Regions from separate parts of the Sus scrofa genome. Here region 2 is linked to region 1. A link is a contact called in public HiChIP or PLAC-seq data. All regions are on one chromosome and are shown on one strand. Each heading gives the region's core, a stretch centred on a gene start, on an enhancer-like site or on the middle of the called end of the contact. The rest is flanking DNA. Distances are from core to core; before and after follow the strand shown. Region 1 overlaps SCFD2 (sec1 family domain-containing protein 2). Region 2 overlaps SCFD2 (sec1 family domain-containing protein 2).

The links. HiChIP or PLAC-seq counts read pairs in DNA pulled down with a chosen protein or histone mark.
Region 2: a contact with region 1 is called in an H3K27ac HiChIP or PLAC-seq map of skeletal muscle, with 6 times the contacts expected there. The contact joins two enhancer-like sites. A contact is called at or near these places in 5 of 47 Hi-C or Micro-C datasets (embryonic fibroblasts, fibroblasts, heart right ventricle and 1 more) and 2 of 2 datasets of contacts at active chromatin or transcription factors (alveolar macrophages and skeletal muscle).

What each region holds. Positions count from the first base shown.
Region 1 is chr8:39,863,429-39,870,119 of Sscrofa11.1, reverse strand. All of the region lies in intron 5 of SCFD2 (sec1 family domain-containing protein 2), which reads left to right. Among named protein-coding and RNA genes, the nearest start is that of RASL11B, 160 kb to the right of the region's middle. Within about 2 kb of position 1,344, at least 26 of the 83 cell types and tissues checked have an H3K27ac peak or open chromatin away from gene starts, as enhancers often do. A contact at or near this core is called in skeletal muscle, where this site is marked.
Region 2 is chr8:40,004,288-40,010,582 of Sscrofa11.1, reverse strand. All of the region lies in intron 4 of SCFD2 (sec1 family domain-containing protein 2), which reads left to right. Among named protein-coding and RNA genes, the nearest start is that of SCFD2, 140 kb to the left of the region's middle. Within about 2 kb of position 3,217, at least 17 of the 83 cell types and tissues checked have an H3K27ac peak or open chromatin away from gene starts, as enhancers often do. A contact at or near this core is called in skeletal muscle, where this site is marked.

The sequences.
Region 1 (6,691 bases), core at 95-2,594:
TGATTTTGATCATCTTTGCATGTCCTGAAATGCCGTCTTGGAAAAGAGTCATATTTTCTCAGGTTTCCTTAGAGACTTAAAAAAAGAAAAAAAAAAAAAAAAAAGCCATACACACCTACCTTAAAATTAGTGACAAGAGTGACAGGTATACATTTTTTTTTCCACCTGTCTTCTAACCAGAACCTCTTACTCATTTCTAACATGACTCATTTATTTTGTCTAGTACAAAGATGTAAAATACTCACTGAGAGCTAAAGAGCTCAGGAATTCCAGCTAGATAAAAATTTTGTACAACAATAAAGAAAATAATAAAAAATAAAATTAGAAACCTCAGCAGTAGCTTATTTCATAAACCCTATAAACAACAGATACTTAAAATAATTTTTTTGCACAATGAAGCACTGGAGATTGAAAAATTAGGAGTTCCCATCATGGCGCAGCAGAAACGAATCCAACTAGGAACCAAGAGGTTGCAGGTTCGATCCCTGGCCTCGCTCAGTGGGTTGAGGATCTGGCATTGCCATGAGCTATGGTGTAGGTCGCAGACGGCTCAGATCTGCCATTGCTGTGGCTGTGGTATAGGCCAGCGGCTACAGCTACAGCTCCGATTAGACCCCTAGCCTGGGAACCTCTATATGCCGTGGGTGCAGCCCTAAAAAAGACAAAAAAAAAAAAAAAAAATCTGCGTAAAGATTTTGGAGGCTTTTCAAAGATTCATAGTATAACAGTATACAATTTGTATAGAATTTCTTGATTTGTTTGCCCCCCTAACAAATGAAAATATTAGCACAGGACAGATACGATTTTCTAGCTTTCTGCTCCTGTACGATCCAGGATGATAACCAAAAAGCTAATTTTGTGACAACAGTTTTATTTCCATGGCAACTGACTTGTAATGTTACAAACAGTGGATTATTGACTGGTTCATGATGAAGCTTAAGGAAGGTTCCTATTCAAATAGGATCATCCAAACCCAACACCAAGGGGAATACTGTCAGAGCTGCTTCCAGCAGTGTGTCCTTTTCAAAAATGTTCTCATTATTCTGAGAGCTGTGTTTTTATTTTGTGAGGGGTTTTGTTGTTGTCGTTATTGTTTAATGTTCTCATTTTGTTTGCTTTACTTCTTTATCCCCTCTTCCCCCAGAGGTGATGGGATGGAAAAATGCTTATTTTTAGCAACAGAAGCCCCCCTCCCTGAAGAAGCAGTCTCCACTTTCGATTTAATTCTTCCTGCATAAATGAGATTTATTTTGAAACTTCAGTCAAAAACATCTGTACTTTGTGCAGGACAAACATGTGCTTTCTTCCAAGAGCTGCTGACCTTCCTGATGTTAGATAAACCCATGTTGCTCTGTGAAAGCCCCTGGTAGAAGCAAAGACTGCAGTGGGAAATAGAAACCCACTCATTCTTTAACCCAGAGCGCCTCTCTGTGGCCTCAACAAGTTACTACAGAAGGAGGATGAAAGCATCCCAACTGTTTACCAGTTGGCGTTGCATTCCCCACCCCGCAGTCTCCTTCGTACTTTTGAAAGGCAAAATGCAGTTTCATAACCGTATTATTTGACGACTTGCTGTGAATACGAAGCTCCTGAGAGCACATCTTGGAAGATGAGCCACTCTTAGCGGACATTCTACTGGAGCTATTTTTCTCATAGGGATGAGAGGAGGAGCTGAAAGAGACTTATCTGAACCACCCAAAGATGGACAACACGGCTTTGAGAGATTTTCTTTCTCGTGGGTAGTCAGCCCTCATTCATGCTGCTTCTTCCACAGGTTAGACTAGTTATAACTGTCTCTACCTTACTTTTCTGCAGCCCTTCCTAGGTTATAAATCCCCTCAGGGCAGGGCTGTTGTGTCCCTCACCTCTGTATTTCCAAAGCACAGCACAGTGCCTGGCACAAAGTAGGTCTTCAGGAAATGCTGGATGAATCATAGGTGTTTAAGGACCAACAGTGGTGGATCAGAGACATAAAATCCTTAATCTTGGTCCGTGTCCTGACCATCCGAGTGTATGGTTAGCCTTTATTGCTGTGTTTTGCTGTACTTACTCTTTGAAAATTGCCTTAAATATACTGAGCTTTGCTTAATGAGAAACCGAGGTAGCAAATAGTAGACCCTATAATAAAGCTGGACAGTTTGACTTAGTGTCTCTTCTCCCTCCCGACTTGCTGGCTTTTGGTTTGTTTTGCTAAATCATTAGCTTGTAATGTCTACTTTTTATTCAAAACATCTGCCACCCAGTACAACACCAGTAAAATCTTCCAATGGACACTAAAAGCTCAGAGGAAAAAAATAGTCCCATTACCCTAGTAGCAGGGAATGCTGAGTTCTGCTGCTTTTCAGGGAACAGGGGACCCCCCCCCCCGCTTCACAACCGCTATTTTCTTATTCAATTGTCATCTGCATTGAAACATGCTATGTAGGTAACACTTTTTTTTAGAGGTGCATTTAACTATGTTTTGAGAATTGAACTTTATCCCACCAAACACGTGGATCATTCAGTGTACATTTATAGATCCCCTCTATGTGTTTGGCATTGTGCTAGGCTTACAGAAGTGGGTGGCACAGTCCTGCCTGGGCCCCGGGTGGAGGCTGAGGGAATTGTAATGTGGGTGACCTGTACACATACGGCTGAGACCAGTGGTGAGAGTGATGCCTCTGCATACTTGATAAATGTGGCAGGATCAGAATTCAAGACCTTTTTTTTTTCTTTTTTTGTTTTTTGTTTTTTTTTTGCTATTTCTTGGGCCTCTCCCGCGGCATATGGAGGTTCTCAGGCTAGGGGTCTGATCGGAGCTGTAGCCACTGGCCTACGCCAGAGCCACAGCAACGCAGGACCGAGCTGCGTCTGCAACCTACACCACAGCTCACGGCAATGCCAGATCGTTAACCCACTGAGCAAGGGCAGGGACCGAACCCACAACCTCATGGTTCCTAGTCGAATTCGTTAACCACTGCGCCACGACGGGAACTCCTCAAGACCTTTCTTAATGGCTGCACCCTCGGCATATGGAACTTCCCAGGCCAGGGACTGAATCAGAGCCATAACTGTGGCAAAGCCAGATCCTTTAACCCCCCCACACTGAGCCAGGGATGGAACCTGAGTCTCTGCAGTGACCTGAACTGTTGCAGTCAGATTCTTAGCCCACTGCACCACAGTGGGAACTCCTGAAGGCCTTTTAAGGCGAGTGGAAGTGTCTCTGTGTATTGCAGAGCCAAACTGAGAACAGTGTCTTAGATTACAAGGGAGAAGAGTCAGGCAAATAATGTTGCATTACCTCATTTAAAAACATTTATCTTGGGGAGTTCCCATCGTGACTTAGTCATTAGGAACCTGAAAGTATCCATGAGGATGCAGGTTCAATCCCTAGCCCCGATCAATGGGTTAAGGATCTGGCATTGCCGTGAGCTGTGGTGTAGGTCGCAGACACAGCTCCGATCTGGTGTTGCTGTGGCTGTGGCGTTGGCCGGCAGCTGCAGCATTCCTCGGGTGTAGCCCTGAAAAGCGAAAAAACAAAAACAAAAAAACAAAAACAAACAAAAAAAACCCATTTATCTTAGGCAAGGCAAGGAAGGAACACTTGGATTTTAGGTGTGGCCAGTTAAAATCAGAGACTCTGACAGTAATCCCTTTCTTACCGCCCCACCCCCACAAGTGTGGACCAGTAACACTGACCCAAGGAAAACTCTGAAACTTTCTTCTCCAGACTTTTATAGACGTTGTTCCTTCTGCCTGGAACAGCTGCAGCAATTCCGTCTCCCAACTCCCAATCACTCCTCCTTTCATCCTGGAGGCACTGCCACCCTCATAGCACCTGCCACACTAATGTAAACGCATTCACCTGCTTACCTGCCTGAGCCACCCCCCCACACCCCGCAACCCCCGCCCCATGACTGGGAGCAGCTGCATGGGAAAGGGTGTGTCTTTTTCCTTCAGGGCCCAGCCTTTTTTTGGCCCGTTGAGGCTTAATAAAGGTGTCAGATCAAATTAGCTGATTTCCAATAGCTCCGTGGTGTTGTGTCTCTGTATGTGATTTCAGAAAAAAATAGGCATTTTTTTTTTTTCTCATATAGGGGAAGGGAATATATACCCCTCACTGCCTGGCATCCAAGCAGTGTCCTTTCCTTCAGTGGTAAACGTGGACTGTTTCTTGGAGTATAGGAAATGTTTGGTTTTTTGGTTTGTTTTTTTAAATAAAAAGAAAGATATACTGGAGTTCCCATCGTGGCTCAGCGGAAACAAATCTGAATAGCATCCATGAGGATGCAGGTTTGATCCCTGGCCTCACTCAGTGGGTTAAGGATCCGGCGTTGCCGTGAGCTGTGGTGTAGGTCACAGACATGGCTCGGATCTGGCGTTGCTGTGGCTGTGGTGTAGGCTGGCGGCTACAGCTCCAATTAGACCCCTAGCTTGAGAACCTCCATATGCCATGGGTGCGGCCCTCAAAAAACCAAAAAAAAAAAAAAAAAAAAAAAAAAAAGATGTATAGATAGCATAGGTTCTTCTCTGGAGCCTGTTTACTCATCTATAAACAAGGGGTTGGGCCTGATAATCTCAGAGGACCTTCCAGCAAAAGTTGTTCTAGGAGGCCCACCATAAATACCATAAAACCATCGAATTACTGCCAAAATTCTACATAATGTTTGTTAAGATGTTGTAAAATGCTCGTGAGTAGTTTAGAAGAAAAAGTGAAGAGACAGCCTCTGGCACACAAAACCTACGTGATTTTTGTTGCCTAAATGCAAGAAAAAAACATGTGGGGAAAAGCCTAGTAGTTAAATGAGAAATATATTTACCGTTGATGGGATTTTCAAAAAAGGAAGGGAGGATTGCCTGCAGGGGCAGAAGCGGACATTTATTGTGAAAACGTGTAACCCGAACAGTCCCATTATTTATTTACATGGGTAATGGCTTGTGAATCTACAGTGAAAAACCTTTATCATTAGAGAATGAGGCCACGAAGCTCGTGTGGCTGTACTTACAGGCCAGTGCTTCATACATGCCATGAACTGATGATTTGACCAAGTGTCTTTTTGAACTTTAGTGACGAGGAGTCCCAGGAAAGTACAGGAAGGTGTAAGGAAAAATAGTCCATCCTAAACGGGGTCTCTTCCTTGTCTCTTATTAGATGACTGTCGGGGGGTGGGGTTCTAAGAGTTTCAAGGACAGGCTGCAGATGTGTTTGGTGTCTTCGAGGCGGCCATTTAGAGTTGGTGCAGGAGTTCTGCAGCCTGAGTGTGGTGGCCTTCCGTCTAGCTGGGGCCCCTTCCTGTCATAAATAAGATTACTTTCATTTCACTTGTGGAGTGTGCTATTCCTCAGAGTAATGAATTTCCTCTGTGCCTTTGAGCACATAAACATGGTTTTCATTAGCTTTCTCTCAAAAAAAAAAAAAAAAAGCAGGGGCTCGGGAGGTGGAAGGACAAGAGAGAATCTGAGCAAAATGAATAGATGTCAATTAACTCCATAAATGCAGATGGATTTTTTTTGCCAGCTGGCTGGAACACCCTTCTGAGCAGTTCCAGAAAGGCGTTGGTTCGTCTCTTCTGAAGAGCTACCAAAATTCAGTGGGGCAGAAGGGGGTACCAGTTTCATCCTTCATGAACAAAGAAACAGAGAGAGAGACAGAGACGTCTCTTTTCACCCTTGTTGTAAAAACTGTATCCAGAAGTTCATCACGAATGGTCCCCAGGCCAGACAAATAGCCCAGGGTTCCGCTGGAATCACGGAGCCCATCACAGAGATCCACCTACACGCCTGGGGTCATAGTGCATGCAGTCTCTGCATCCACCTCCCCTGCCCTTGCCGTGTGTGTGTGTGTGTGTGTGTGTGTGTGTGTGTGTGTGTGTGTGTGATATTTTTTGCCAATAAGGTATCCCAGCCTTTCTCAATTTCAAACATACCCCATTGAGATTTGTAAGTCATGCGATTCGTACTACTGACTATACAGTTGTTCAATTTTATGGGTTGAGGCAACTCATTATAACATGGCTGGACTTTTTTTTTTTTTTTCCTTTTGTCTTTTTAGGGCCGTACCTGTGGCATATGGAGGTTCCCAGGCTAGGGGTCTAATTGGAACTATAGCCACCGGCCTACACCATAGCAATGTGGGATCCGAGCTGCATCTGCCACCTACACCACAGCTCACGGCAACACCAGATCCTAAGTCCACTGAGAGAGGGCTCGAACCTGCATCCTCATGGATGCCAGTTGGGTTCGCTAACCGCTAAGCCACAATGGGATGGGAGTTCCTGGACTTTTCTTATCGATGCCGCATACTTGAGCTTTTGGAAGCTATTTAGGATCCATTGACCCTTTGACTTCTGCCAGGATCTTTTTTGCTGTTGCTGGAAATTTGGAGATAGAGAGTGGAAGCATGGGGTGTTCTCAGGTCATCCCAGTGAAAGAGTTAAGCCATTTTTTAAAAGCCTAAAAGTAGTTTTCAGAATTACTTAATTCTCAATGGAAAATCCCTAGCTTTTTCTTTCCAGAATCTTTCTCTCCCCCCAAGTCAATGTCTGCTGCAGCCCCCAATTCATAGTGTATTGTGTGTTTATCGCCACCTCCAGAGAGGGAGGGATGCTAATGTTCTGAGAGGGAATTAAATTCTGGGTCACAGGTTGTCATTGACAATTCACTGCAGACCAACTTCGACCCAGATAAAGGAGCTCGAGGCATTTCCCAGGGA
Region 2 (6,295 bases), core at 1,968-4,467, 140 kb before region 1:
CCGTGCTGCGGCTGTGACCTACACAGATCCTCATGGCAATGCCAGATCCTAACCCACTGAGCGAGGCCAGGGATCGAACCCAAAACCTGATGGTTCCTAGTCGGATTTATTTCTGCTGTGCCATGATGGGAACTCCTAAATAGCTTTTCTAAGACGCATTTCCTTATCCCCCAGATAAAAGACAGAGACAGAAATGTAGTGGTGTGTACAACACATTCCCTTTAAGATCATGATCCAGAAGTTGTACCTGTTGCCACAGCCAACCATCCCACTGGTCACCCCTTGGTATCATGGCAGTACCTAGTTGCAGGAGAGGCTGGAAAATGTAGTCTTTTTCTAGGTGGCCATGGGCCAAACTAAAGGGGTGGTTTTATTACTAAGTGGATTAAGGATATTGAATATAGGGGCTTAAGAACCAGTTCTGCTCAAATGGCTATTATTATTAGTTACAGCACTGAAGTTAGTGAAATGAATTACTTATTTCTGTGGGACATTTCTTTGGAGTAGATTTCTTTTCCTAATTCATTTAATGATCTTTGAAAGGCATTCATTTCTATCAGATAATGCTGATGGAATCCTTACTTGGATTAACTGTTGCACTTGCTAGGATTAACTCATCTGTGTGTCAGGGTCATGCAGATATGAAGCCAAGAGCAGCAGCCTGTTGTACCCTCAGGCCACCCGTGGATGTAGACATGGAAGCTGATCCCACTTTGTTCTTAAAGCTATCACCTTAGTACCTATATCAAAATGTAAGGGAGATGGAAGATTTCATGAAAGTCCCAAAAGTTTGAGCATGTTCTTACTATAATCCTGTTAAGTGTTAATTTTCATTTCTTAGGACTTTTTTCCCCCTCTACTTACGGTGACTTCCAAAAAAATGTTCGTAATCCCCTTTACCTTTCCTAGTCCACTCTCTGGTTATCTTTCCTCCAGATTTTGCATGGTCTTTACTCCCTCCAAGAAACTTTACCTGACCTCCCAGTTTTGGATTGAGTAACTCAAATGTATTCTACCTTAACGTCAGGAATTCTATTTACTATTTTCAGGCCAACCCTCAGTACTATAATTGTTCTGATGTTACTACCCCTCACTGGACTCTGAGCTATGGAAGGGAGCGTGTCCCAGGTAGTGGCTGGATACACATTTATTTAAACATAAGAATGAGGGTGTTCCCGTCATGGCTCAGCAGTTAACGAACCCAACCAGTATCTGTGAGGATGCGTGTTCGATCCCTGGCCTCACTCAGTGGGTTAAGGATCCGATGTTGCCATGAGCTGTGGGGTAGGTCACAGATGCGGCTCGGATCCCGAGTTGCTGTGCCTGTGGTGTAGGCCAGTGGCTACAGCTCCAATTCAACCACTAGCCTGGGACCCTCCATATGCTATGGATACACCTCCCCCCCCCCAAAAAAAAAGTAAGAATGAGTGGATGAAGAGAAGGGAGAAGAGGGGAGTAAAGCTAACAAAAAAGGAAGAAGAAAGAAAAGAGGGGGAAGTACATTTGATTTCATTTATGCTGATGTGTTTGGTCACTGTTTCTGACCCACCTGGCTGGCAGCCTGCTCATGCAGCAGTCACAAGAGTGGTCCAGAAGGCTTGTTCTCAGATGCCTGCTTGCTTAGCATGGTAGTCATTCCTTTTTCTCTATTCGGATCCTCCTTGAAGCTATGTTGGGGAGCAGGGGCGCTCATTCATGTTGGGGAGCAGGGGCGCTCATTCATGATGTTGGGAGTGAGCATTTCTGTGTTGGCTCAGTGGTCTGCTGGCCAAGGTCATAGTCCTATTTCCTCCCTAGGGTATCTCATCGATTCACTCCCAGAGAGCTCCAAGGAACTCCAGTGTGTGAGCAATGCATTACACCTATGTATTATGTTCCATCAGTTCACAAAAATAAATTTCCTTTGGTTGGTATCTGTATTTTCAGGCCTTGCTAATTTACAATTCTATCTAGTGTTTTTAGACTGGACAAAGCATATTTTACTTATGCTTTACATTACAGACTTTTGAAAGTAGTCTTTGGAGAGAGACATGTTTTTTGTTTGACTATGTTATTTAATTTAAATCAAAGTATTTACTGATGCATTTTTATTGTGGTGTATTCCATTATTATCTTCAACAGTGAGAAGTCTTTTCCAATTTAATGTGCCTGCTCTGTAAAATAAAGTGAAAAAATATTGTTTGAGTAGGTAGAAAAAAAATTGAAATAGGCTACGGTGTGGAGGGTAGAGAGATAGAAAGGAGGTAATTGGCGAAAGACCGTCACTGTGGTTATAAAGTCATGGCCTAGGTAATAGATTCTTAATAAATAACTAAGGAAGCCATGGGCTTGGAAGGGGTAAAGAATCCATAAGCATCATGAGAGGCTGGACACTTTGAAATCCACATGTGCAGTGCTTCCATTTTATAGATGAGGACAATGCCTAAGTGGCGTGTCCAAAGTCACTAGAAGTGGCAGTTGTCTTACTTGCTGGTTAATTACTCTTCAGTTTCTAAAACTGTCATGGTCTGTGGTCTGATAAAATGTTCCACGGAGGCACATTTAGAGATACCGTAGTGTTTCTAAATTAGCCATGACTCTTTTTTTCACTTTAAACTTTTTTTTTTTTTTATTTATGGGAGGGAAAAAGAGACAAGGCATAAAGAAACTGCTAATATGAATCTGATTCATGGTAGTATCTTAATTAACTAGAGTTAGTTTTGATCTACAGTAAATGCTAAAGAAAATGGAAAGACTTCAGAAGAACATGTAGCTGTCATATGAACTCACTGAATTATTTACAGATTAAACCGATTATTTAGTTTCACTCCATGTGCAAATGAAAATTTAAACTTAGTTGGATTGGGGGGACCTATATTTGGATAATTTGGAAAGTATTACAGTTTTGTCTCAAGTGAATTTGTATATCCAATTTCCTAGTCTCCAAAAACAGGAAATTCAAAAATTCAAACCAAGCTACAATAGATCAGCTTACATGGCTTGTTTTAAGAAATAAAATTTATTTCTGTCCTATAATATTTGCTTTTTACTTAAGTGAAAAAGCAATTAACTCTAAAAGTGATTTGAAGTTTTTGCTTCTCATTAGATACCTTACGAGTTCCTGAATTTTAATTCAAATTCCTGTGGAATTCTGTGGGGATGGCTAAATATATGCAGCCATTGTTGGGGAAGAAAGTTTGGTCTGCAGTCAGCAGAATCTGAAAGCCCAGAGTAAACTGAAATTGGAGCTGAGTCAGTCTTTCTTAGTCAGTGTGGAGCAGCGGTCTGTCACAAACGTGCACAACGGCTGTCTGTGCTGCACAGCACAAGCAGCAACCTCTGCGTGGATGATAGGAATCTTTATTATAAACAAAAACATTCCGTGCCAACTGTACTGAATAAAAGGCATTTCTCTTGACTGAGCGCAAGAGTGAGATTTAGGGGGTAGGGACTGTTTCATATTAGCAGATGTTTTTCACTTTGTGATGGATTTGTTGTTGCATTCTCCAGCCCCAAGACTCTTAACAAACTGAGGAAATAAGCCAATTTCAGATTTCATTACCGAGAGTCTCGTTTTACTCTTCCTACTGGCTAATTTAATCATTTAATTGGTGTGGAGATGGAGAATCGTGTTGATTTACTCAGCCAGAATTTTCTGGACACTTAGGATGTGCTTGGCAAGGTAATAGAAGCTGAAAGCTGCACAAAAATGGCTAGAACTTAGGACTTTGACAATATTTTTTATTCTTCTATATCCAGCCTCTGTTGTTGCTATTGAGACATCTTGAGTCACTGTAATGTCAATTCTTTGACTTCTTTTCAGATTTATGTTTGTGTGTATGTATTTTTTTTTTTTTTTTACAATTTCATTATACTCTGACAATGTCTAATTGTGGATTTGTTTCCATTTGCTCTGCTTGATATACATTGTGTTTCCTGTGTCTGTGGATTTATGCTTTTCTTCAGTTGTGAAAAATTCTTATATATTACTTCTTCTAGTATTATGTCTCTTTATTGTTTTCATCCTGGGATGCCAATTAAAGCTGTTTTAGACCCTCTTATTCAACTATCTTTTCATTTTTTTGCCGTTAATTTCTTTGCCATTGTTTTGATAATATCTTCATATTTATTCTCTATTTCACTATTTTTCTCTTCCATATTTGGAGTCAACATTTGAGTTTCAAATTTCAAAAACTATATTTTTCCTTTTTAATAACTTTTATTCTTTTAAAAAAACTTCAGGTTATTTTTGATAGTCTATTATTCCCACTTTAAAATTTTTTTATCTTTTATTTCTTTGAACATTTCTTATATAATCTGTTTATATTCTTTAACTGACAGTTCCAGTCTTGAAGTTGCTGGGATCTGAATGCACTGAGTGGTGTGTTTGCCGGGTCATCTATGGCTTGCTTCCTTGTGTGTTTTATATTTTTTGATTGTGAGCTCATTTCTGGTAGAATATCTTTGGCAATTCTGCAGGCCTAAATCTGGAGTAACTTCAGAGACGACTTAGGCTCTTCTCGTGGAGCTAGGAGTCACTAGGGATCCTAGCAAATCTATGACTGCCTTGGCCCACTTCAGTGTCCTGAATTAACATGGGATATGCAGATTCAGCTTTCTCACTTTGAAGGGGGCCCAAGGCCAAATTTCTAGATTCCTGTGCAGAAGGCGTAGCAGAGTCCCCAAATAACACCAGCTTTCTCTGCTTTTCCCAAGTGTGCTTTCAGCTCACTGGTTGACAACTCATTGTATTTTAAGTTTTCTTTTTTTTTTAAACAGATTTTCTTTACTTTCTTACAAGCCAGCCATAAATTAAAAAGCTTATTATTATTCACGAGTTCCCATCCTGGCTCATCGGAAATGAATCTGACTAGGATCCATGAGGACACAGGTTCAATCCCTGGCCTCGCTCAGTGGGTTAAGGATCCGGCACTGTGGTGAGCTGTGGCATAGGTTGCAGACATGGCTCAGATCTGGTGTTGCTGTGGCTGTGGTGTAGGCCAGCTGCTATAGCTCCAATTCAACCCCTGGCCTGGGTTTTTTTGCCCTAAAAAGCAAATAAATAAATAAATAAATAAATAAAAGAAGTTTATTATTATTTATGTAGTATTATATCGTGTACATCATTATTATAACAAGAGGGCTTATAGTATCTAGTCTAGTATTATTCTAGGACACTGTGATCCACCTTTAATTATAGCCCATTAATAATCTGTATTGTTAAGAAAATAAAACATGCCAATCTTGAGAATTGTGAATAATGAAGTACTTTTGTGGGGTAAACATTGCCAGTTACAGAGATTAGCCCCATATGAGGAGTGAACTGTTCCTTTTTCCTCTTGGTTTTTGTGGACAATATAATTAATCCAAAACCCTAGCATTTGGCACTGTCTTTATTCAAGGGTACCAGGTATTTTTACATGATTTTTAAACATGATTAAAACCCAAATCAAGTGTCTTGGTTTGGGATGCCTAGGAGCATCTGGTCAGTTGGGAGATATCTTAAAACGCGGCTCTGTTTTAGGATTGGAATTTTTTTTACCTATTATTTATAATTTGATCATATCAGTGTTCCTGCCAAATATTTGGTTAATTCTTTGTAAATTAGTTTTGCCTCTCCCATCATTGTTCAGGTCCAGTTGGATTAGTTATAAGAGGATGGTAACCTACAAATAAATGAAATATATACCTTGGACATGTAGCCAAATGGGAAAATCATGTACACAGATCATTACAGGGCAGGGCGCTAAGTTCTAGAAGTGGATACAAAGTATGATGGGGATGCATAGGAGGGAACATCTGTGTCTGTGATGTGTAGGGTCTCACCAGTCTGAGAAGATGTCTCAGAGGAGGGGACATATAAATTGGGTATTATAAAATAAATGGGAATTACCAGGTAGAGAAGGAAGATGAGGAATTCTAAGCAAAGGGGTTATTATTAGATGGAGCAGGTTAGAACGGTTTTTCAGAGGGAGAGCTGAGTAATAGTTGAACACATTCCTTTTCTCATGAGGGGTAAAAGCCATTAACTTTGTGTTTTACAAAATCACAACTCTTCCATTTCCTCTATTTACTCCCAAGCCCCCTTTTCCCACTCAATATTTCATCTTATTATGTGGACCTAGATTACAAAGAATCCAGTATGAGGATATTCTTTCTTTGCCAGCATCTTTGATATTACAACAACTTCTGATCCTTAGAATGTGATCTCTAGTCCTTCTAATATCTTTGGGCAAAGTCTTGATGGCTGGCTGCCTTGGCTGTGAATGGGCTCTACCTTGCTTCCTGTGTTCCTATATCACCATTTGTGGCAGGA